Linked DNA regions of Xenopus laevis: region 2 is linked to region 1. A link is a contact called in public Hi-C data. All regions are on one chromosome and are shown on one strand. The core of a region is the stretch at or near the end of the contact, and the rest is flanking DNA. Distances in the headings are between cores, read along the strand shown.

Region 1 (5,289 bases), core at 731-3,230:
TTTGTTTGAAAGGATACAGATGGGAGCCTTCTGGTTGTGATGGAATGAAATCTGGTGACATAACGTCATCTTCCACAACTGAAGGAAACAAACACTTGTTATGCTTGATGTTTTAATCATCGTTAAACCTATAACATGGAATAAACACATTTTTACCTTTTCAGTGACTCTACTTGCTAAGAGGAATTGTTTTCTCTCTTTTATATGAGGGGAACTATAAAATTTAGACCAGCTAGAACTGCTAACAGCTGCTTGCTTTCATACTTTATTACTAAGGTCCCAAGATTGTGTTGTTTGTTTCCTAAGGGGCAATGTTTATCCTGAATGGTAATTAAAGTTGAATTTGGAGAATGCTTTTTTGATGTAGGCAGCCTTCAAGTAACCGCTTATAAAAAGCTCTATACAGGGTTCTCCTTCACTTTATGACTTTTTGGCACACTCTAACTTACTTATCTGAATGATGCTAGGAGGCATTCCAAAGGAAACCTGCCTTCCACCGACTTCCCCTCATAAAGAAAGTACTGCCAAAGACAGGCAGCATTGGATATAGAGGAATCGCAGCTCTTTCCAGGCCTTTCTAGGCAACCCATAGGAAATGGTGCAAAGTGCAAAAAAAACAGGACCCCCACCTAATATTTTCATATAACTCTAAAGTTGTTAATTATGTAAGTGGGTCCTAACCAAAGGATTGATCAGAAAGAGAAGATTGAAACCCCGACATCTAAAAAAACACAGTTCTACTGGAATAGTGTGGCTAAGAGTACAAAGGAGCAAATGCAGAATGTTGGCACTTAATACTACAGTATGACAAAAGCCAAGGTTTTGCACCACATTTGCAGTGCTACATACAATACAACTATTAAGGGTTATGTTACAACAATTTATATTGAAAGGGGTGGTTTGCCCCTTAAGTTAACTGTTAATTAGATTAACCAATTTTAAGCAACTTTTCAAGTAATAATTATTTATTCATTTTAGTTTTTAAATGTTTTGCCTTCTTCTGCTGATTCTTTCTAACTTTTAAATGGGCGTCAGTAACTCCATCGAAAAACAAATGCTCTGTAAGGCTACAAATATATTGATATTGCTATTTATTTATTACTCAGTTTTCTATTCGGGCCTCTCCTATTTATATTCCAGTCTCTTATTTACATCAGTGCATGCTTGCTAGGGTAATTTGGACCCTAGAAAAAATGATAACTGGAAAGCTGCTGAATAAAAAGCTGAATAACTCAAAACCCACAAATAATAAAAAATGGAAACCAGTTGTAAACTGTGTCAGAATATCACTCTCTACTTCATACTAAAAGTTAACTCAAAAGTGAACAAGCCCTTTAAATTAACATTTGATTGGTAAAAAAACTGTAATATTAAATAATATTTGCTTAAACGTATCATGCCTTTTTGGAAAATTGTAGGTATTTGAAATCCATTTGCTATTTTTAGATTTTTTATAACAATGGTTGAACGGATATCTGAGATATTTCCAACCTGCTGTTCTGCAGAAGCTTTATTATTGGAAACCATAAGCTACATTCTATGCCACAATAAAGCTACACTCAACCATAGTTTTTCATTTTACTTGATTTGTGCAGAATTAGTCCAGTAGAACATGTCAAATACTTAGGTACAGGCTATTCTGCTCAGTCTGTTTTATAAGTTTTTAATAGCATCATATTTTTTACAATTGATTTACTTACCAACTTCAAGAAATTCATCATTCTCCAAGACATCTTCGATTGCATCATCAAGGTCGAGCAAGCCCAGGCCTTTACATCTCCGAACATAGAACTTTACATCCTCAACACAACCAAGTAATTCATTATTAGGCTTATTCTTAATGTAGCGTCTTAGTGCTTCTTTACCAAGCCATTTAATGGTTTCACAAGCATCTTTACATGGAACAGTTAACCACTCTCCTCGCACCTGCACAGTGTATCTTGGCATTGTCCCTGTAAATAATACCTCTACACTTGATCACAAGATTGTGTGCTAAGTAATAAACTGGTTTACAAATCAGTCTTAAGTAGTCTGGAAAGGTGGGATGGTAAAGCTCAGTTAGAACTGTAGATACGCCCTAATATAACACGTAGTCCCACCTTATTTGAATAAAAGAGTCCCACCTTATTTGAATAAAAATGGAATGTTTTGGAGCAAAGCATGTCCCCTTTCATATGATTCCTACTGTTTTAGAAAACAGCCCCAGTTACAAATAAGCTTGGATGCATACTAGCTCATCTGGTTTCAAAGGTCATATAGATGACATGGCCCTGGGGTTATAGAGGGAATACAAGAATTGAATTTTACTAGGGATTGTAAAAAATGTTTATGGTTTTAGAGGATTTGTGTGTTTATGATTTGGCCCACAGGCACTTGTGCTAATTTCCTATATGGTGTTGCCTGCTTCTGTGAGACTTGGGATGCAGCAGTGATATGCCAGAAGGTAGCTCCCAGGGCATCACAACTCATTTCGCTATTAGGCACCAGTCCATTTAAATGCTGTACAACATTGGCCAAAGATGATGATATGCATTTATAAAGAAGTTGTACAATTATCAATAGTGGGTGATCAAAAGGACACTAATAAAGTTAGGAAAAAAGGTGTATTTAAAAAATATTTGAAAACCAAGAAATGTTACTAGACAGCAGGGTAAAGCTGACACAACTCTTCCTTTTAGAAGTACTTTATAGCAAGGTGAATAAGACAATTTAATAAACAATTTAAAAAATCTTTGTGATATTAACGTGCCCTTCATACTGTTAGAAGAAGCATATGTGACCAGGTGCCCGTTAAGCTTGCCTGTAGGTAAAACCAAGGCATACATGCAGGAACTTGAATGTAATAAATATTGAAATTCATAAATTTCTATAGCATTAAATGTGGGACAGAGCTCCTAAAAAACTTTAAGCAACATACAGTATAAGTGTTTGACCATAATGGATTGTGGAGCAAAGGTTTTTGTTTAGATCTTGTACATCTAGACATAATCCAGAAAATCTTTGACTTTCTGAATTTTCTGTGTCCTGTACTTGTCTGGACTGAATTTAATACTGTATTTATTTGGTTTGAGGTATGGTGTGCATCACAATCTTAAAGGGGTTGTGCACCTTCAAGATAACTTTTAGTATGATGTAGAGAGTGATATTCTGAGACAATTTGCAATTGGTTTTCCTTTTTTATTATTGAAGGTTTTTGAGTTATTGAGCTTTTTATTCAGCGGCTCTTCCATTTGCATTTTAAGCAATCTGGTTACTAGGGTCCAAATTACCCTAAAAACCATGCATTGATTTGAATTAGAGACTGGAATATGAATAGGAGAGGCCTGAATAGAAGGATCAGTAATAAAAAGTAACAATAACAATACATTTGTAGCCTTACAGAGCATTTGCTTTTTAGAAGGGAGTCAGCGACGCCCATTTGAAAGCTGCAAAGAGTCAGAAGAAAAAGGCAAATTACTATAAAACTATAAAATATAAATAATGAAGACCAATTGAAAAGTTGCTTAGAATTGGCCGTTCTATAACATAATAAAAGTTACCTTAAAGGTGAACCACCACTTTAACATAGATGCAGGAATTTTCTCAGTATGATGAATTTATGCATTGATTTCTTGATTTAGAATTTTCACATTATGATGCATTTGTAAACTTATTTAGATAATGAATTTTGTATTTATTTATGATCAAATAAAAAGTTTAGTTGTGCAGAGAATGAAGTGTTAATTATTTAGGCAGTTATACACATTGAGCCAGGCTAGCTTGTCTGTAAGGACTTTCTGGTCATTAACAGGCACATTTTTATTCAAATGTGCTGGCACGCCAGTTAATTCAATTTTTAAAAAGGCAACTTGGTTCAGTGTCAAGATGAAAAAGGAAGCAATACACAATGAATTGTACAGGTACTTAGTGCATTATTTGATCTTGTAAGACAAAGATTAGGTACCACTTAAAGGAATGCTGTCATCAACATAGAAAATGATTGTATTTGCTTGAAAACAATGCACATTTATTATTAAATTAACTGCCATGCTGCTCTGAGACAGCCTTTCCTTTGCTGCCCTCCCTCACGCTTTTCTTTTTCATGCTCCTACAGGGGCAAGGAAGGGTCACATTACTAGTGCAGAGAACACAATTGTATTTATTTTTATCATTAAATGTTTATTGTAGCTTTTTTTTTCTTTGCAACGAGTAGTTCAGGTCTGTTAACATTATCAGTCAGGTACATAGTCACAACATGTTTTGTATCCAATATCTTGTCATGTAGCATTCTTTATTGTCAGTGTGTGTCATAGGATCCCCCTTTTATTTTTTTGTGAGGTATGCACTGCCCAACTGATGGGGAAGACGGGAAAGGCGGGTAGGGAAAGGTCATGGGGTAATTACAGAGGAGTGAATCCCATAAATCAGTTTGACTCTAGGTGAGCTTTCTCAAATTCCACCCAGGGGAACCATAGCAGTTTGTTATCCTATCCTTTGCCCTGTAGGTGTGCCCTTATAGTTTCCATTGTTCTGATCCATGAGGACCTGTTTGTTCGGTAGGGAAGTACTCTAACATTTAGCAGCAAATAGAGTTTTCCCTGCCGTCAATATATGTGCCGCTAGTATATTAGTCTCTGGGGCTTTCAATTTTTTAATAGGCAGGCCCAGTAAGAATGATAGGGGGTTGGGCTCTATGGAGTGTTTGAAGACAGTCTAAAGGGTATGGGATACCATTCCCCAAAACTCCCCAACCACCCTGCAAGTCAACCACATATGATAAAATGTGCCCCTCTTTCCACAGCGCTGCAGGGAGAGGGGTGTTGCTTGACTGGTAAGAAATCCTTGGGGAGGTGTAATACCACCTCAATATCAGTTTATATGCCTGTTCCATCACTATAGCACACACTGATGTTTTGCTGGCCTTGTCAAAACGATCTGCCACTTTTCTGGCGTGATTACCTCTTGTTAGTCTCCCTCCCACCTGGTCATGTAAAGTTGCACTAAGGTAGTGTTGTCCACTGCAAGACTGTTGTACAGTAGTGAGATTAAATCAGTATTTTGCTCTGAGGTGTTGCACAAAAGCTCAAAGTGTGTGGGGGCCGGCAGAAGAGTACCACTATGAAGGAGTGTCTGAGAGATAAAGTGGCGGATTTGCAGATACCTGAAAAACTGGCTATTCTGTATCTGGTTTCTGTGAGGTCTTGTAAAGGTAGTACCTCTCGCCGTGTAACTAGCTCTGCAGGTGACCCAAGGGAGAAAAGCATTCAAGTCCTCTTGTGGGGGAAACTGTTTATTTCCCAACAAGGAGCA
Region 2 (5,289 bases), core at 1,738-4,237, 160 kb after region 1:
GAACAATGGAAAGGTAACCATATAACAGCTGCCTAAGAACAACACTCAATAGTAAAAATCCAGGTCCCACTGTGACTCAGTAATAACAGACAGTCAGAAAGCAGTTACATAGTGCAGCACTGTCTCTTTCTGAAAGCACATGACCAGGCAAAGTGACCTGAGATGGCTGCCTACATTTTACAACTAAAAAACATTTGTTGGGTTAGGAATACATGTTACCTGTTAAAGTGAATTAGTTGCAGTGTAAACCATGTCATTTAGAAATCAAAACTACACCATAAAAATCATGACAGAATACCTTTAAAACATACCACATAGGGGTTCTCGATAAACAAAGAAGATCTGAAATTCACAAATGGCATTCTCATTAAGTCACAATAAGGCTAACAGGATTCAAATTAGGGTGTAGAAGCCAAGGTGCCATTTAGCAAGTAAGTAACCAGTGGTAAAATTTAAGGAGATAGTATTACTGCAGTACAGCTACTTGACAAACTGGTGAAATCTAATATATATATATTCATGCAACACAAACTAAACCGTTTGGTATGTACTGTAACAAACCATGTGGTGCAACACAGAAAAGCAGTTTTCGTCTTCCCCACGCCCAAGATACATATTTATGATATGATCTAATGCTGCCACCTACTGGCGCTACACAAATATATACACCAACTTGTCAAAGTTTACGACTTTATATTTCTGTTTTTAATTTTTAATTTACCCTGATATCTCTCTTAGATGTCTGTCAATAAATGGCAAATCAGGGCTACTGCATGGTATGGTTATTATGGTTTGTCGTTTACAATATTGTCACATTAGAACAATACTCCCTTTTTAAAATTATGTGCTGTATGTCTTATCCTTAACTGAACATACCCCCCCCCCAGATATAACCATTAAAGTTTTTGAAACCATTTACTTTATGGTGTTACTGGCACTATTAAAAATAAACTCCTATGCTGATTAAAAAAAGCAGCATTTTATTGGTTGAGAGTGGGTGTGGCTTGTCTAGGCATTAGCTGAGCTATCTGCACTGCCCTGCACCATCTGACTGTACACAAGCACAATAAATAGGACTTTTATTGGAAATAAGTTCTGCAGATGTGCTTGGCCTATTCATTTAATTTAAATGCAGATTATTTGTTTCTATTATAAAGCACAAAAGGATTGGTGTTTTGTTTTTACCTGTGCTTCTTCCTCTTCTCTTCTCTGTTTATAAGGATAGTTTGTTTAAAAGAGAGGGAAAGTTTATAACCACTTGCCAGATGTTAGGCCCCTCCAAGTGAATATAGTTACTTACCTAAAACCCCCGGGCTGGTGCTCCTATCAGCTGAAAACTGCACCAGCCTGGGGTTATTCGAGCAAGCACCACAGATCGCTTCTCTTCCAACTTCTGTTTTCAATTTTCCCAGGGTAGACGCAAGCGCAGTAGAATGAAAAAGCCAAATTTTTTGTTAAAGTTTAGCTTGTCACTCTAATGCACAGCCACGAGAAGCCAGAAGAGAAGCGCTCTGTGGTGCTTGTTGGTATAACTCCAGCCCAGTGCAGTTTTCTGCTGATAGGAGCACTGGCCTGTGGTTTTAGGTAAGTAAATACATTCACTTGGGGGTACCTGACATTTGGTGGCTAAGTGGTTAACGACTTTCCTTCTCCTATAAACTAGGGATGCACTGAATTGAGGATTTTACATTTTTCAGCAGGATTTCAAATTCAGCTCAATCCAAGTACCTGGCTGAACCGAATCCTAAAGATTATGCGAGGAAGGATGTCAAAATTTTTTACCCACGCGGTTCGCGTTCCCTCATTTACATATGCAAATTAGGGTTCGTATTTGGCCTAGGCACAGGCCTGGATTTGTGGAGAGGCTACCAAGACCTGGGCCTAGGGCGGCAGGATATTAGGGGGGCGGCATGCTACCCAACCACACCCACATTGGTTCAGAAACACTGGGGAAGCGCAGGAGATACAATAGTGTTTTATAATCTTCCTGTGCACCAATCCCCATTGCTTCGGTCCCGGTGAAAATTTGCCTGAATAAAAGGGAGGGGTGGGGGGATGAATGGCAGCAGACCTAGGGGTGGCCACTATGTAAATCCGACCCTATTTGGACGGTGCATCCCCAGTTTAAACAAATAATAAGCTGAAATGATAAAATATCCTCTTTAAAATGCCCAGTGAGATTGTTACGTTCTCACTAGAGGAAGCAAATACTCCTGAGAGACGGAACAGAATTGCTTTTATTCCTACGCTTTCACTTCTACTCTTATAAGAGCTCCAAAAAATATAAAACTGCCTTTTGAAAAATGCCTTGGTTTGTGTTTCCCTTGTGTTATATGTTGTGTATTTACTGTGCTCTAGTGTGAAGGTGCACCTGCCAGTTCCAGTTGTTAGGAACACATCTATCAAATAAATGGCTGCTGCAAATACCCAGGCCTTGATGTATAAAGCAATATCTTCATGTTCAACCTGTAGAACGAAAGCTCTTGCTTCCTTCTTTCCTTCTAAATAGCTACTGAATGTGACATGAACATTGAAGTGTTGGCAGTGCCATGGAACTGTGGGACTATATGGAGCAGCCTGTATGCTTGATATCCTATTGTATATATGAACGGTAAGACAAAGCAGCAGGTATGGAGGCTAAAAGAGAGCTGCCAATTACCCTGTTTCTGGCCCAGGAAGCTCATGCTATGATAGGCTTTCTGTGCAGCTGCCAAATGAGCCAGGGCGGCCAACATTAAAGACCAGGAGGCGCCGGCGCTCTTGTTGCCTTCCTTCTCCTTCTCCACATGGTCCTTGGCTTTGTCATATGAGAAGTTGCCGAGGTGGGAGAAGAAAGTCTGCAGCACGTTCTGCTCCGTGGTGACTTGTGCGGAAGTCGGAGGGATCATGACCGAGCTGGTCATCAGTAAAAGCTCCGCGTCCTCCTCTTCCTCCTCCTCCAAGAGTCCCGCCGCGGCAGCCGGAGCATCGCCTGGATCCTGGGGTACCACCATGCAGCTCTGAGAGGCCGTGAAGCGCCCGGCTATGGGCAGAGGAGGCCGGTCACCGGGGTGCTGCAAAGCGACTTCCTGACAGCTGCTCTCCGTGTTTACTGTTAGCACGAGGCACCGGAAACCTGCTAGTGGGCATGCGCAGGACTCATTTCACTTCAACCAGAGCCTCGTTGTACTGTATTAACCACTGGCTGCCGCTTACAATCTGATTCGGAACTGCCGGTGTACTAATGTCTTCCTGTGGTAAAGAGTCTCTTCCCCAGCAAGCACAGGGACAATCTCCTCACTCCCAAACACAAAACATGGAATTTTTGAATAAAGAAAAAGTGCACTGGCTGGGATTGAACCACGGACATACGTCTAGCTTGTGTCTGCAAATACGCTTGATATCCTACAGGTTACTCACAACCTCAGCCTGCAAACATGAGACAGGTAACACGTAAGGAGGTCGGTATTGTAGAAAAGAGACATCTCTATCTGTTAAAGGAACAGTAACACAAAAAAATGAAAGTGGTTTAAAGTAATGAAAATACTGCACTGGTAAAACTGATGTGCTTGCTTCAGAAACACTACTATAGTTGATATAAACAAGCTGCTGAGTAACAATGGTGGAAATTGAAAAAAGGCTATATGGCACAGGATAAATAATGGATAACAGATAAGTTATGTAGAACATAATGGTGTTATCTGTTATCTGCTGTGTAACCTGAGCCTTTTCTCCTTTGAATGGCTGCCCCTGGAGTACAGTTCCTACTTACAGGAAGACTATACCCCCCCCCTTTTTTTTTTTATATGAGCACATTCATTTGGCTTTATAAAAAAGAAAAAGATGCATTAACACCAAATAGTTGTATTTATTAAACATGCCACTTCTGCCATGAGACAGGGGGCACTTTACCTAGGGAAGCAAAAGCCAGCCATTGAAATTTTAATAGGAAAAAAAAAAACAATAAATGAATCTTTTACTGTGTAGAGCTTAATTGCACCTTCCACAATAGTAAATGCTGTCCCTTCTTTTCCAGAGACTGTTTGCACCATTGACCATGCCTCCTGTCCATCCTGACCCACATCTGCTTCCTTATAGACTGTAATGCAGGGAGCATCTGTCTCCTCACACATCAGACTGGCAGTACACAGATTCCCTAAAAAGCAGAGCGACTTCATTTTCCAGACTCAATCACATAAACATGGTACAAGATGAGGCAGGAGTTGAACGGTCTGTGGTCCAAGGCAAACTGTCATTTAGATAAAGGACACAATAGAAGCATGTTGACAGCATAAAATGAACCATTTGGTCCAGCTGGAGACTCGGGTCATATATTGTCTCCAAAGTACACACAATAAAAATAAAGTTCTGACAGAAAAAGCTTAGTATCGATAACAAATACTATCCTGTATAAAGGTGTTGGCACTTTATCTGGAGGTGTAAGACGTCTGGACCAAAGACGATTGTCTTTGGATTTTTTCTAATGCCCAATTGTTGTCACACCAGACAGTGCTTTAGCACTATGGCTCTTTGCTGAGTGTAAGCTAAACCTCATAACAGTAGGCTTTACCAGAGGGCACAAATACTTTACTCTTAAGCCATGACAGTTTATTTTGCACTCTTCTTTGATGTGTATACAGCTGACTTGAAGTGTGAAATGCTCGATACAGAACAATAGCACATTCTATGCAAATAGAAACTGATGAGGTTAGAAACGTAACCAAGGAAAAAAAAAATGAATGTATTAAACTTGTCCAGTGAACACAAGAGCTGCAATCCTGATTCTGCAGTAGTCTGAAAGACAGGAAAGCCAACTACTACTTCAAACTATACCTTAACCTTGAATTCCAATACAAAGTCATAATAGTGGCACTGCACTATTCTGGATCATTCACAAACTTTATAAAGCATTACCATTGTGCAAGTATCCTTGATCAGAATAATTGTAAATACATGTACGGTTCTTTCCCACATTATAATGTATTTTATTATATTTTTTAAAGTGGTTGTTCATCTTTAAAGTAACTTTTAGTATGATGTAGAGCTTGACTTTGCGTTTGGTTTTCATTTTCATATGTGTGTTATTTAGCAGCTCTCTGGTTGCTAGGGTCCACAAATTACCCTAGCAACTATGCACTGATGTGAATGAGACTGGAGTATGAATTGAAGAGGACATGAATAGAAAGATGAATAAAAAGTAGCAGCAACAATACATTTGTAGCTTTACACAGCATATTTTTCAAGGTGGGGTCCATGACCCTCATTTGAAAGCTGGAAAGAGTCAGAAGACAAATAATTTTAAAAACTATA

Evidence for each region. Hi-C and Micro-C count contacts between places; a contact is called where the count stands out from the background.
Region 2: a contact with region 1 is called in a Hi-C map of animal cap, with 7 times the contacts expected there. A contact is called at or near these places in 3 of 4 Hi-C or Micro-C datasets (the XL177 cell line, the XTC cell line and animal cap).

What each region holds. Positions count from the first base shown.
Region 1 is chr3L:64,038,802-64,044,090 of Xenopus_laevis_v10.1, forward strand. It overlaps hal.1.L (histidine ammonia-lyase, gene 1 L homeolog), which reads right to left and starts at 1,981. Exons shown (of 20, transcript NM_001093175.1): 1 at 1,701-1,981; 2 at 18-78. The coding sequence starts at 1,947.
Region 2 is chr3L:64,195,554-64,200,842 of Xenopus_laevis_v10.1, forward strand. It overlaps kics2.L (KICSTOR subunit 2 L homeolog), which reads right to left and starts at 2,988. Exons shown (of 3, transcript NM_001091566.1): 1 at 2,660-2,988. The coding sequence starts at 2,888.